Linked DNA regions of Mus musculus: all the other regions are linked to region 2. Evidence: chromatin contacts called from public HiChIP or PLAC-seq data. All regions are on one chromosome and are shown on one strand. The core of a region is the stretch at or near the end of the contact, and the rest is flanking DNA. Distances in the headings are between cores, read along the strand shown.

Region 1 (3,123 bases), core at 293-2,792, 860 kb after region 2:
TCATTTAACATGGAAATGTTAAAGAGGATCAAGCTGTTGTGAGGCTATGCCAGTACCTGGCAAATACAGAAGTGGATGCTCACAGTCACCTATTTGATGGAACACAGGGCCCCTAATGAAGGAGCTAGAGAAGAACCCAAGGAGCTGAATGGGTCTGCAACCCTATAGGTGGAACAACAATATGAACTAATCAGTACCTCCCCTACCAGAGCCGTGTCTCTAGTTGTATATGTAGCAGAGGATGACCTAGTCGGCCATCAATGGGAGGAGAGGGCCTTTCTTTTGAAGATCATATGCCCCAGTACAGGGGAATGCCAGGGCTAAGCAGCAGGAGTGGGTGGGTTGGGGAGCAGGGTGGGGGGAGGGTATAGGGGACTTTGGGGATAGGGTTTGAAATGTAAATGAAGAAAATATCTAATAAACAAAAAAGGAGGATCAAGCTGTTGTCCCAGCTGTGGATAAAGGACCCTCAGGAAAGACGGAGACTAAGTAGGAAACAAAGTAATAAATAAGGGCAAGAAACTTCACAGGTTTTGACAACTTGAGGACTCTGACTTTAGAGGCACCAGGTCCAGAGGAGTATGAGGCAGGTCCATCCTAAAGGTGCTGCTGTTGGCACAAGGGGTCCAGGGTTGCTTTTACGCCAATGACCTACTGGTGTATCTCCACCAGTTTAAACCTCCATTTTCTTTCATGGAAAAGAAATTTTAGCTGTTAGAAATGAGCCCCCTGTGGTGGTGAAGACTTTTAAATCCCAGCACTAGAGAAGCAGAAGAAGGTAGACTTGTGTATACCACCCTAGACTTCAGGCCAACCTGGGCTACATAGGGAGATCCAGTCTCAGAGACAGAGAGGGGGAGAGGGAGGGAGGGGAGGAGCCAGGAGTTGTTGGGAAGAGAAATAAGTGAGCGGTTTGCCACATGCCTGGATCTACTTACAATAAATGGTATCTTAGGAACTCTCCTTGTCTGAGTGTCACCAAAGAAGGCTCTCCCCAAGATTTTATCCCATACCCCAGGTCTAAAGGTGCCACCAGCTGTCTAGCTGTCTGCTTGATGCGCGGCTCTGAGCACTGTTTCTCATTAAAGGCAGAACCCACACGTGCTTCCTGACTCTCTAAACTTGCCCGGGGATCCCAGAGATTATCTTGTCACACCTTTCCACTACCTCAAGAATTTCCACTACCCATGCCTGGCTTGCACGCCTTCCCTCCCTCTCAGCTCACCTGGTCCCTCCCTCACGCTCCTCTTGCCCCTCACCTGATATAGGGGAGAAAGGGGTTGACGTGCCCAGAGAGCACCGCGACCACGTAGGAGATGATGAAGGCTGCGGACGACCAAGTCACCAGGAGGAAGGGGACGAAAGCCATTCCCCTGAGGAAGCACAGCATCGCGGTGAGAGGGCGCTGAGCTCGTCGGACCAAGAAGCTGGCTTGCTGCGGACTGCCTGGAGGCGGTGGCCAAGACACAGACAGCTAACGGCGCGGCGGGACAGAGACTCCGGGACGGCCGGGACAGGCCCAGCCCCGGAGGGAGGGAAGCGCTCAGAGACCCGAGGGCGGAGGGCGGACGGGCAGCCGGGTGGGTGGGGCGCGGGCGGTCCTGGCTTGTTGCGAAACCGGTGAAGTCACAAAGCGGCAGCCTGGTCCCGCGGAGCTAGAGCGCGCAGCCACCTCCCCGCCCACGCCACGCCACGCGGGACCGCTCGGCTTCCTTTCGCTTTTGCTTGATACAGCGACGGGTGGGTGCGGCGGGAGACGCGGGACCCCGCGAGGCTGGCCAGCTCTTGGGCAAGTCCCGCCAAACTGGCTGGATTCCCAGCTCCTCCTTCCCTTGGGGGTTTTTCCTCTGAGCCTCTCTCTCCAGCACCCACTGAGCTTCCTTCCAGAGCCTTGGCCACCAGTGATGCGCACCCCATCGGGTCCCGCTATGGGTTCTGGGGTTCAGGCAAAGGGGCTCAGTGGTGTTTGGGCCACTGGGCATGGACGTCACATACACCTTTGTGATAAGCAGCGGGAAAGCCAAATCGCATAGTAACCAGGCCTGATAGCACAAGTCTGTCATCCCTGCTGCCTGGCTACTAAGGAGGCTGAAGCAGGAGGATCACAAGTTCAAGGTCTGAATTCGCAGCTTAGTGAGCCGCCCTCTAAAGAGCTGGAAATTTAGCCCAATGGTAGAGCACTTGCCTAGAATGGACAAAGGATCTAATTCAGGCAAGTGACAGAAAGGGTTGGATCCAGCCCTGGCCCACCCACCAAAAGCTACTTGGAGTATATATCTGTTCCCACCAATTCTACTTGGAGTATTTATTTCCTAGCAGCAAGACAAGATGACTTGATCCATTTCAGATCCACCCAGCCAGACACCACCTAAACCAAACCAATTGGTGTTCCTGAAGCACTGGCCAGCTCTGCGGGTCTGAGCTATAGTTTGGGAATTCTGAGCCCACTTTTGGCCATAGATGACCTAATACAGGTTCATCTCAGCCACATAAATGTGCCTTGTGTGCCATACCATGCTAGGGAATAGCCTACAGGGATTGTGAGTTCCTGTCCTGACTTCCTTTGGTGATGAACAGCAATGTGGAAGTGTAAGCTGAGTAAACCCTTTCCTCCCCAACCTGCTTCTTGGTCATGATGTTTGTGCAGGAATACAAACCCTGACTAAGATACAAGGTAAAGCTGTATACCCAAAGACAAATGCAGACTACTTAAGGGATTTTTGTTAATTACAATGAATATGCTAATTTTGAGGAAAGCCAGCATAATGATGATTCATTTCAATTGCCAACTTAATGATATTAGGAGATACCTAGAATATTAATGTAACACACCATGGATGTGTCTCTGAAGGCATTTCCCAAAAAGGCTTAACTTCAAGCAAGCAGCACCATCCCATGGGCTCTGAGTGAATAAAAAGGAGAGGAAGAGAAAGCCAGGGGAACATTTTCTCCCTCCCTCGGTGCTTCAGATCAAGTTGGTCTACTGTGTGACTTGCCTGCCATGGTGGGCCGAATTCCTGTGAACTGTGAGCCAAAATAAGTCCTTCCACCTTTAAGCAGCCTTTTCTTAGGTAATTAGTCACAGCAAGGACAGTAATGACTGCAAGTGTGTATGGGGACTGA
Region 2 (3,143 bases), core at 146-2,645:
CTACCTTCCGTGAACTCCCCCCTCCACACCGAAAAAGAAAAAGGGACCTAGTCAAGAAAGGCTCTGCCCATCCCCACATGAAGCGTACCTGCTTCCAAAGTCCATTCCCAGGAGAGCCTGGCAGGTCCTCAGAACCAGTTGGTAAAGTCCAGCAGCTCTTGTTCCTCTGGGCTAAGAGGGTCGTAGGATCCCTCGTCGGAGGAGTAGGACGAGACCGGAGAACCCGCCATAGAGTTCAAGTCGTTGGAGTAGTTGGGGGAGATGGTGGGCGACAGGACGCCCGCCTGAAAGGCAGCGCTCACCGCGTCGTGCTCGTCCAGCAGCTGCTGCAGCGCGCGGATGTACTCGACCGCCGAGCGCAGCGTCTCCACCTTGCTCATCTTCTTGTTGGCCGCGCCGTTGGGGACATGCTCCCGGAGGGTGGCAAAACCCAGGTTGACCAACTTGACCCGGTTGCGCTCGCGCTCGTTGCGGCGCGCCACGGCGGCCGGCTGCTGCTGTGGCAGGCTGTAGCCGAAGCCGCTGAAGTTGAGCCGGCGTTTGCAGCGCATCAGTTCCGGAGAGGACGAGCGCTGGCGCTTGACCTGCTTGGCCGCTGACTTGTGACCGCCCCCTGAGGGCTGGCTGTCGGCCACCGGGCTCAGCTGCGGCGCCTGCTGCGGCGGCGCCTGCGGCTGTTGCTGCTGCGCGCTCTGAGCTGCCGCGGCCGCCGCCGCTGCCGCCGCCGCCGCGGTCGCAAAGAAGCAGGCTGCGGGAGGCAGGAAGGGCTGCGGGGGCTGCGGCTGCTGGCCGGCTCCACTCTCCATCTTGCCAGAGCTCTCCATGCCGGGCCAAACTGTCGCGGGGGAGAACGAGTTGGGGACGCAGGGTGCGCAGAGCCCTTGAAGGAAGCGGGGCTGCGAAGCACGATCAAAGGGGGACGAAGAAAAAGGAGAGGGGAGAAACGAGCCCCGGAGGAAAGTTAAAGGGGAAGAAACGCGCAGAAGGAGGCAGAGTTGTCAGGCTGCAGCGGAGGAAGGTGCCTGGGCGATCGTCTTCCCTCTGCGCCGCCTCCTCCCTCCCCTCCTCCCGCCGCGGTTGGCTTCGGGAGCCTCGCGTGGCGCTCGCGTGTGCGGCCGCCGCCGGCGCCTTCTCGGTTTTAAAAGAGGAAAGGGAAAAGGAAAGCAGCCGCAAAAGTCAGTGCCGAGCGCACTCTGCCAGGTGGAGCTGCTCCGGGGCTGCGCTTTCTTGCGCCCGCTCTCCCTTGCTCCAGCCTGGGCTTGAGCCTGCTTCTGGGATTATTTGGTTGAACCCCCTTTCTTTCTAATTGCTCTCTCGTTCCCCCCAATTCGCCCTCCCTAACCGGCTCCCAGCCGGTACGCCTTCCACGTTCCCTGGCCAGAAGTGAGAGACTGCTGGGCGGCTGCGGTGCGGCCGCCTTTTCAATGGGACACCCAGCCCCACGCGCAGCCCTGGCCCCGCCTCGCCCCCCACTCCCCGCTGCTGCAGCGAGCGGCTGCAGCCCCCACTACCCCTCCTCTTCCCCCACCTCCTCAGCTCCCTCCCTCTCGCCCCCCCCCCCTCCAGTTGCCCGCGCCCGCTCCTTGCAAACTCTCCATTCAGCCTGGTTTGTTGTTGCAGTGCGTGCGCCCGGCGCGTGCCGGACTCCCGGCTGAATAAACAGGCCGCGCGCTCGGGGCGGTGGCTCCGGGAGCCAGGGGGTGGCTCTAGAAATGGGGGCCTTTTTAAAAAAGGGGGGGGGCAAATAACTCCTGGACTTGGGGTGCCTAGGTGGAAAGTCTGGAGGGAAAAGTGTCTTTGGAGTCTCCTGAGAACTTGGAAGAAAATTCAGGGAAGGGTTTAGGCAGAAAAAGTGGCAAAGGGAACTCTTGGAAGTGGAGGGCTGGGCTTCTGCTTCCCCCCTTTCTTCTCTCCGCAGTAACTCCGGAGGATTCTTTGTGACCCTAAAAAATAAAATGTTTGCCATTAGGTTTAGGAAGGTAGGAGGGGAGAGCGTTTGCACACTAGTGGTCTCTCTGTATGAGAACTTGAGTCCTCTCACTAGCTTTGTGGTCTCAGTAAGTTCTACCCTGTCTGAGCAGCCTTTCCCTCTGCAGCCATATGGGGTTGCCACTGCTGTTCCATTCAGCTTCAAGGATTGGATGTGCTGGGCACAACTCGCTAAGGGTGGGAAGGATAGGGAGTCATGAACAGGATAGGTTGACAGTTCCCTAAGAAGCTGAGGCAGGAGAATAAGTTGGAGGCTAGCTTTTGTGAGACACAGTGGTGTGGGGAAGTGTATGCAGGAAGGCACTCAGGGTTATCTGTTTCTGGCCCTCTATAACAGCCGCCACTCCTCTGAAAGATGCTTGCTAGACGCTATGGGAAAGGAGGGCATTCTGGGATATTTCAGATCTTCTGGAGAAAGAAGCTGTGGGCTGTGTGGAATAAAGAGTGACTGGATTTGAGCTAACTGAAAGTCTTCCCTCCTTGTCCCTCCCTGTCTCAGGCGCCTTGGAGGCCTTGGCGCAGCCTCTATCCCGCCCCAGGCGTGTGCCTGGCGGACCGGTGGCAGGCGACTGGGAGCGGAGCCCGCTGAGGCCGTGTGCTGGCACCGCGAGAGAAGGGGAGGTGCCTGCAGCGGTCACCGGGCTGCTGGGACAGTGCCTGCCCAGGCGCATTCCCGGGCCCTCAGGCTGGCACTCTGTCCGAACCCAGTCCAGCTTAGAAAAGCAAAGCACTGCAGGCAAAGGTCTCAGACTGCTCTGGTGCACCCTGGGGTAGTCTCTGGTCGGGTCTACACAGGCAGAACTAGGCGGAGGGCACTCTTCTGGTAGTTTTGTCCAGAAGTCACCAGGTCTGATCAAGGACTGGAGTTCAGTAATGATTATGGTGAAGTACTAGGATAATGGCTTCTAGTTATTTTATCGTCGTTATTATTATTTTAATCATGATCGGAGCCATTTTTAAGTGTCTCATTGCATAGCCTAAGCTGGCCTCTTGACAATCTTCCAACCTTAGCCTCCCCAGTACGGAAAATATGAGCATTGGTCACCACTTCTGGCTGGGAGAATTGCTCTAGCTGAGTTTCTTTTTGTGGAGATGGGTCATTCTAAAGGGTCCACAAGGATGACCCAGAGAGATGACCTAGACATGAGAGTATT
Region 3 (3,108 bases), core at 529-3,028, 810 kb after region 2:
TCTCAGATAAATGAGATCTTACAGATATAGTGCTCAGGTGTGTGGATTCTGTAGTTAGACTGTCGTAGATTCCACAACTTAGAAGCTCATGGGCTTGGTGACCTTGCCTCACTTCTCCCCTTCTGTAAAGTGGGAGTGCTAAAGACAGCACGATTACCTTCTATGATGACTAGCAATGAGCTAAAGCATAGAATCCTTAAGATATATAAAGCTCAGTATGTAGTGGGTACTCAATACATGTGGACTTTCTTAACAGCATTTATTTAATATATAAAGATATTCCCCAATGGTGCAAGATAAAAGGCTATTCTCCAAAGTCTGATACTTTTTTTAAACTGCTCCAGTAATAGCGATAGTTATAATAGTAATATCCTTTAAAAAATTGAGCTGGAGATATAACTTAGTGCCAGAGCATGTGCTCAGCATGCACAAGGGCTGTACTGGTTGGTCTTTTTGTCAACTTGACATAGGCTAGAAGCATCTGAGGAGAGGGGGGATCTCGGTTAAGAAAGTTCCTCCATCCGATTGGCCAGTGGACAAGCCTTTGGGGCACATCTTTGATGGATGACTGAAATGAATCACTGTGAGAGGTGCTACCTCTGGGCAGGTGTGTCCTAGGTTATATAAGAGTACAGGCTAGACCAGGTGGTGACTCACGAGCCCTCCTAGTACTCCGGAGGCAGAGACAGGTGGATCTCTATGAGTTTGAGACCAGCCCGCTCTACAGAGCTAGTTTCATGACATTCAGGCTATGCAGAGAAACCCTGTCTTGAAACAGACAAACAAACAAACAAAAGATGCAGGCTAAGCAAGTCCTGGGGTGTGGGGGGGAGATATGGCTTCTGCTACAGTTCCTGCCTCCAGGCCCCTTCCTGGGTTTTCTACGCCGAGTTCCCTAGTGTCAGGACACATAAGCTGAAATATACCTTTCCTACCCAAATTGGTTTTGACCAGGCCTTTACACAGCCATAGAAAGCAAACCAGGACAGGGCCATAGGTTTATTCCCTTGTTACCAGTAAATAAATGCAATTTTTTATGTAGCATTTAGTAACTTTACCTGATTAGTTAAGCATTATTATTGTTGCTGCTTTGAAGCCGAGTCCTATTATACAGTTCAGGCTGGCTGGGAACATGCTATGTAGCCCAGAACATGAACTCATAATCCTTCTGCCTCTCAAGCATTAGGCTTACAGGCACATACCACCATGCCTGGAGAGTTAGGTATTATTACTTTTATTTCATGGAGGAGAAAATTGATACTCAGGGAAGTCAAGCCAAGGATTACACAGTTGCTAGGAGACATTGTTGATATTTAAACACAGATCTTTGGCTTCCAAGTCCCCTACATTTGCCACAAGCTTTCATTTGTTCTTCCATGCAAACCACTGCACCATTGGCTGTATCTCCTTACGTCCTGTCATCCGTGTGCGCATTTGTTCTAAAGGACTAGATTTTTCTATTAGGAAAGAGACATAGAAAATGTGCAAGTCTCTACGTAAGAAATGGTGTTTTCTCATTCCTGGCAAAGCCCTGGCAGGATGAGGCCCTTCGTGTGTTTACATAAAATGTTAGTCCTAGAAAATGCTTTAGAAAGCAGACCCAGCTGAGGCTTGGCTGGAGTGTGAGAGGGGAAGAGGAGCCTTTCTCCATCTTGATTGCTGTCTGTCTAGGTCCCCAGGCTTGATTGGGACTGGTATCCAGGCTAAGCCTGAAAGGGGCTCAAACAAGCCTAGCATCTGGGGTGGGGCCCAGCTTGAAGACAGCGCATGTGTTTTGAATTGGCAATTCTTTTAACAGAAGCAATTTGGAACCCAGTCAGGGAAGCTGCTGCTGGGACTGTTACAGCCATTTTCCGTGTCCCCTGAGGGCAGTGCCTCTGAAGGGACTGCAGTTAGATCCTAGGGAGAACTTGACATTCACAAGTGACTTTGAGAACTTTGCTATTAGTGAAGGCTCTGAAGAAAGACGAGGGCATCGCGCACAAGTGTGTGCTGTGTTACCTGCGGTTGGAACCAGAAAGTGAAAATAGGACCCCTTGATATAATAATAGTTCCCAGCAATGACTCCATCATTTGACAACCTAGTCCAAATCTGAGCTTACGGGTTCAGTAACTGGGGCCAAGTTTCTACTCCACTGTGGTTCTCGGTTTCCTCACCCAGAGCGGAGCGACTGAGGTTGAAGTAAAATATACCCCACTTTATGGAAGGTGTTCGGCGGATACTCATTTCATCTTTTTCTTATGAAGCTTTTCCTAGTCTGTGACTCTATGATTCAGCACTTCCTGGAATTCTAAGGCACCAGTAACTTTCCAAGAGTGTAAACTGTCTCCTCTGTCACGTCCAAGTTCTTCCCAGCATCCCTGCGAGAGGAGCGGGGTAGTGACTGGTCAGAGATCCTCAACTGAGCTCGGTGTTCCGCGTCGGCTTCCTCTTCTGCTCCCATTCGGACAAAGATGAAATTGTCCAAACAAGTTGTTTCACAGGGTAGTGGAGCCCTGGTGGGTGTGATGTGATGCTTCACACCCCTCGCTGCTGGTGAAGATTAACATCTGGAATCTCTGGAACACCCAGGACTAGGTCGATTGTAGTACTGGGAGGTTGCACCCTGTTTAAGAACAGGAGTCAGAACCTCGAGCACTGGAAGGGCTGGTACTGAGCAGCCTCACTTGAGAGCCTTGGTCACTTTCTATATACAAAGAAATGATGCTGTTAACTGAATGTTGAAAATCCTCTAAACTCAAAAGTTCTCTGAACCAGCCATGTACAGACTATCTCTGTGGGAACATAGCCTCTGCCTCTGCCTGTGGGCTACCGTCCAATTCCCATTTATACTTTCTTCTGAGGGCAAGCTTTTAAAAGGCTTTTGTGAAGGAGTCTTCCTAAATGGAACCCTTACATTCAGGGAGTATTGGTTGGGAAGACAGGACATACACAGAAAGAAACCAATAGCCTGCTAAGTATTTCCGAAGGACTTGAATGTTAACTCAGTGGTAGAGACTTTGCCTGTATACACAAGACCCTGAGTTAAGTCCCTAGCACCCAAAAGGGGGAAAGTCACTCCATGAGTTAATTGTGTTTAAGTTGGGCTGCCTTCATTAATATGTGCC
Region 4 (3,239 bases), core at 217-2,716, 830 kb after region 2:
CTGTTACTGTGGGTATTGATTCTGCAGAGTGCTGATTCGCACAATAAGGCAAATACAGCAGCAGAGCAAATGCCAGAAGCAAGAGACCCATCATGCTTCCGATGGCTCTGGAGACAAAGGATGCCAGGAGCCAGCCGCGTCTGGAGTTGAGAAACGATGAAGCAGGTGGAGGTTGAGCTAGACAAGGTCAAAGCCCATGTTTTATCAGCTGATTCCATTTCTCTTGATTTTATTTAATTTGAAATTTATTTATTTATTTATTTATTTATTTATTTATTTATTTCCGTGGCGTTGGGGATTGAACCCAGGGCCTTGCATAAGCGAGGAAAGTGTTCTAGCACTGAACTACACTTCTAGCCGACATACTTCATCTTCACAAAATAGGAAAATAATATGTCAATGCTGTTTCAGAAGTAAAAAAGGCCCCCATATATGCATGAGTATCCCTCTGTCTGTCTACCTGTCTGTCTGTGTGTGTGTGTGTCCCCTTCCCTCCCATCTCCTTTTCTGCATGTGTGCATGCATGTATATATGTATGTATGTACGTATGTATGTTCATCTGCTTTTTAAAACACTATAATTTACTTAAAAGCACTCTCTAAGTATTTCTTTACCCTCATCTGCATTCTGATCTGCTTATATGCCTAGTCTGTAGACACTTGGTCTGAGGCCCGTGCTGTCAAGTAAACAAGTCAGTTCTAGGACGATGGCCCTTTTCTTCGACCTTCTGCTCGTCCACAGATTTAATGGATGACGTCAGACTCTGCTCTACAGATGTTCACCTCCAACTATTGTTCTCACCCAGGGTCACAACTGAGGAGAGCACGGCCAGTCCGATCAAGGACAGAGACCAGCGCCCACTAATTGTTGGTGCCAGCAGCAGTCATACCCTACCCCACCCAGATCATTCCTGGACAATGAAGATGGCTTACAAAAAGGAGCAATAGAGCCAGTTCAGAGGTTAAGAGCACCTTCTGCCCTTGCAGAGGACAGGGCTTGTTTCCCAGGACCCACATAGTGGCTCACGAGTGTCTGCACCTCCGGTTCCAGGGGATCCCAACCCTCTTCTGCCTCCAACCGAGAGCACCAAGCAAGCACATGGCGTGAATGCTTACATGAAGGCAACACACACTCACATACACATAACACAAATATTCAAAGACTATGTAAGGGTAAGCATGGCAGATGGCTCATTATGTTTAAGGCCCTGCGGCCAAACCTGATAGCCTGAGCCACATGATACAGAGGGCATGGAATCAGAGTCCCAACTTCTCTAGTCTGTGTATAAATGCAGAATTAGCTATATGAATGGCAAAGAGTTACAATCCTCACCCTCCCCTTCAGGCATGCTGATACAAAGGGTATAATATAAAGAAAGCTTAATATACTACATGGAATTCAGGTCAGTGCCTAACTACTACTCTCCGCAGCCATTGGTACTGGAAACAGAAGGCAGCATTGGAGGGCTTCAGTAAAGAGAAAACCAGATACTAGATACTTCGATGCTCTTTTTGTTAAGGCCAAGTTCTCTACATGGCCCAGGCTGGTCCTAAAGTCATGCTCCTTCTGCCTTGGCCTTTGGAGTTCTGGGATCGTAAACATGAGCCACCCGCCCTACCCTGCTCCTTTTTACAATTTCAGATAGAAAATGGACGAAGCTAACGGATTTTCAGCATGCTAAACCCTGGATTGCACTTTATTTGTGGTGAAACACTGTCACCTAGTGGCTGAGAATTGAAGTACACCCAGACTCACTCTATCCATGTCAGTCTCCTTGACCAGAGGAGAGAGCATCCTTCAGGCAGGGCACTGTGACCTTTTGACAAGCTAGTTAAAACACTTTTAGAAATCCTAGCCAGAGAATTCTTTCCTTCAGCATTATCCCCGTAGCTGTCTTGATGGCTTCCATTGAGAACCTTGGGTGCTTTTTGAAAACTCCTGCACTAATCACACGGTTCCTCTGCCCATCAATGCACCCACACCCTTCCTCTCACCTCTTAGCGTTAGCCTATCACCCAACATTTTTCTGAAACTTTTTTTTTTTTTGAAAAAACACTTTCTTTCTGCTTAAATCCAGGACCCTTGTTCCTCGAACTGCTCAGCTATGTCCGCCAAGAACAACTATTTCCCTTTTTAAAAAATGTCCTTCTCTTGGTCTCTGGGATAGATACCATGCCCTAACCTGAGGTGGGAATTAACTATTGCTTCTGTGGTTCTACAACACACTATCAGACTTCAATTCATAATCGTTCTTACTTTCAAAGTGTTATGTTTGGCAGAAGACGGCCACTGTTTGCCCATTGAACTCCAGGCCTCCTTGGGGACCCACTTCCCCACAGCTGTGCTTGCTCCTGGACATTCCCATAGACTCAGTTCATGAGAACTGTCTGAGAGCAGCCCAGCACAGTCTGGCTCTTCCATTGGCCCAGTTGTCTTCCTGTTTGTTTCGGTTGAAGACATTCTTCTTGCCCCTTGAAAAGCCCCCTGTTACTCTCTCTCATCTGTCTTGTGTCCCGAGCATCATCTATCCACTCTGGCCACACTGACACATACTAAGGCAGAAGGTGGCTCCCCAAACTGACCAGTTTCCCTGAACACAAGAGATTCAAGAGTCAGGGGGAAAAAAAAAGACCTTTTGCTTTTAAGAGAACCCAAACACCAGGCAGTGGTGGCACACATGCTCAGGTGGTAGAGGCCGGTGGATTGCTGTGAGTTCAAGGTCAACCTGGCTTATACAGTGAGTTCCAGGATAGCCAGCGCTACACAGAGAAGCCCTGTCTGGAAAAAAAAAAAAAACCCAAAGCAACAGCAAATCCCATGTTCCTGCCATTGCACAACTGTCTTGATCATGTCCCTCACTGTGTGTGTGTGTGTGTGTGTGTGTGTGTGTGTGTGTGTAGCTCTGGAGTGCTAGTGTGTAGAACAGCAGCTGCCTTGGATTCATGAAATGCTAATAATGGCCAATTGCACCTGTAACTTTGCTTCCCTGCTGCCTTTTGGAGCTAATTATCACACACACACAACACACACACAACACACACTACAGCAGTAAGCTGAGTCCATATCACAATGAGTCCACACTTTCCCTCCCATTCTAGGAAAGGCCAGTGATCCTTCTTAGGACTTGCCAGCCACAGTCTCACAGACTCAGGATCAGTAACTCTACTGAGGCTAAACAGTTACCTTTTCTTTTGGATTCCATTCCAGCTTGGTTATAGAAATGAGTGAAGCACAGGCAA

The links. HiChIP or PLAC-seq counts read pairs in DNA pulled down with a chosen protein or histone mark.
Region 1: an H3K4me3 HiChIP or PLAC-seq map of stem cell-derived neural progenitor cells shows a contact between it and region 2, with 6 times the contacts expected there. The contact joins the promoter of Dram1 here to the promoter of Ascl1 in region 2. A contact is called at or near these places in 5 of 115 datasets of contacts at active chromatin or transcription factors (embryonic limb bud, embryonic stem cells, forebrain and 1 more).
Region 3: an H3K4me3 HiChIP or PLAC-seq map of craniofacial prominence shows a contact between it and region 2, with 7 times the contacts expected there. The contact joins the enhancer-like site here to the promoter of Ascl1 in region 2. A contact is called at or near these places in 1 of 39 promoter capture datasets (embryonic stem cells), 1 of 484 Hi-C or Micro-C datasets (the AML12 cell line), 6 of 115 datasets of contacts at active chromatin or transcription factors (VIP interneurons, craniofacial prominence, embryonic basal ganglia and 3 more) and 1 of 9 other capture datasets (embryonic trunk).
Region 4: a contact with region 2 is called in an H3K4me3 HiChIP or PLAC-seq map of embryonic stem cells, with 9 times the contacts expected there. The contact joins the enhancer-like site here to the promoter of Ascl1 in region 2. A contact is called at or near these places in 3 of 39 promoter capture datasets (embryonic stem cells, hippocampal neurons and liver), 2 of 15 datasets of contacts at CTCF or cohesin (hippocampal excitatory neurons and stem cell-derived epiblast-like cells), 11 of 484 Hi-C or Micro-C datasets (the AML12 cell line, LSK cells, the N1E-115 cell line and 6 more), 10 of 115 datasets of contacts at active chromatin or transcription factors (SST interneurons, embryonic basal ganglia, embryonic forebrain and 6 more) and 3 of 9 other capture datasets (embryonic stem cells, embryonic tail and embryonic trunk).

The regions. Positions count from the first base shown.
Region 1 is chr10:88,355,533-88,358,655 of GRCm38.p6, forward strand. It overlaps Dram1 (DNA-damage regulated autophagy modulator 1), which reads right to left and starts at 1,543. Exons shown (of 7, transcript NM_027878.2): 1 at 1,260-1,543. The coding sequence starts at 1,390.
Region 2 is chr10:87,492,265-87,495,407 of GRCm38.p6, forward strand. Ascl1 (achaete-scute family bHLH transcription factor 1) reads right to left here and starts at 1,396. Exons shown (of 2, transcript NM_008553.5): 1 at 89-1,396. The coding sequence starts at 824. The coding sequence ends at 129.
Region 3 is chr10:88,300,768-88,303,875 of GRCm38.p6, forward strand. It overlaps a transcript of Washc3 not described here. Among named protein-coding and RNA genes, the nearest start is that of Gm51779, 34 kb to the right of the region's middle. Within about 2 kb of position 1,779, at least 39 of the 459 cell types and tissues checked have an H3K27ac peak or open chromatin away from gene starts, as enhancers often do. A contact at or near this core is called in craniofacial prominence, where this site is marked.
Region 4 is chr10:88,325,900-88,329,138 of GRCm38.p6, forward strand. It overlaps Dram1 (DNA-damage regulated autophagy modulator 1), which reads right to left. Exons shown (of 7, transcript NM_027878.2): 5 at 3,184-3,239. Among named protein-coding and RNA genes, the nearest start is that of Gm51779, 9.3 kb to the right of the region's middle. Within about 2 kb of position 1,467, at least 25 of the 459 cell types and tissues checked have an H3K27ac peak or open chromatin away from gene starts, as enhancers often do. A contact at or near this core is called in hippocampal neurons, where this site is marked.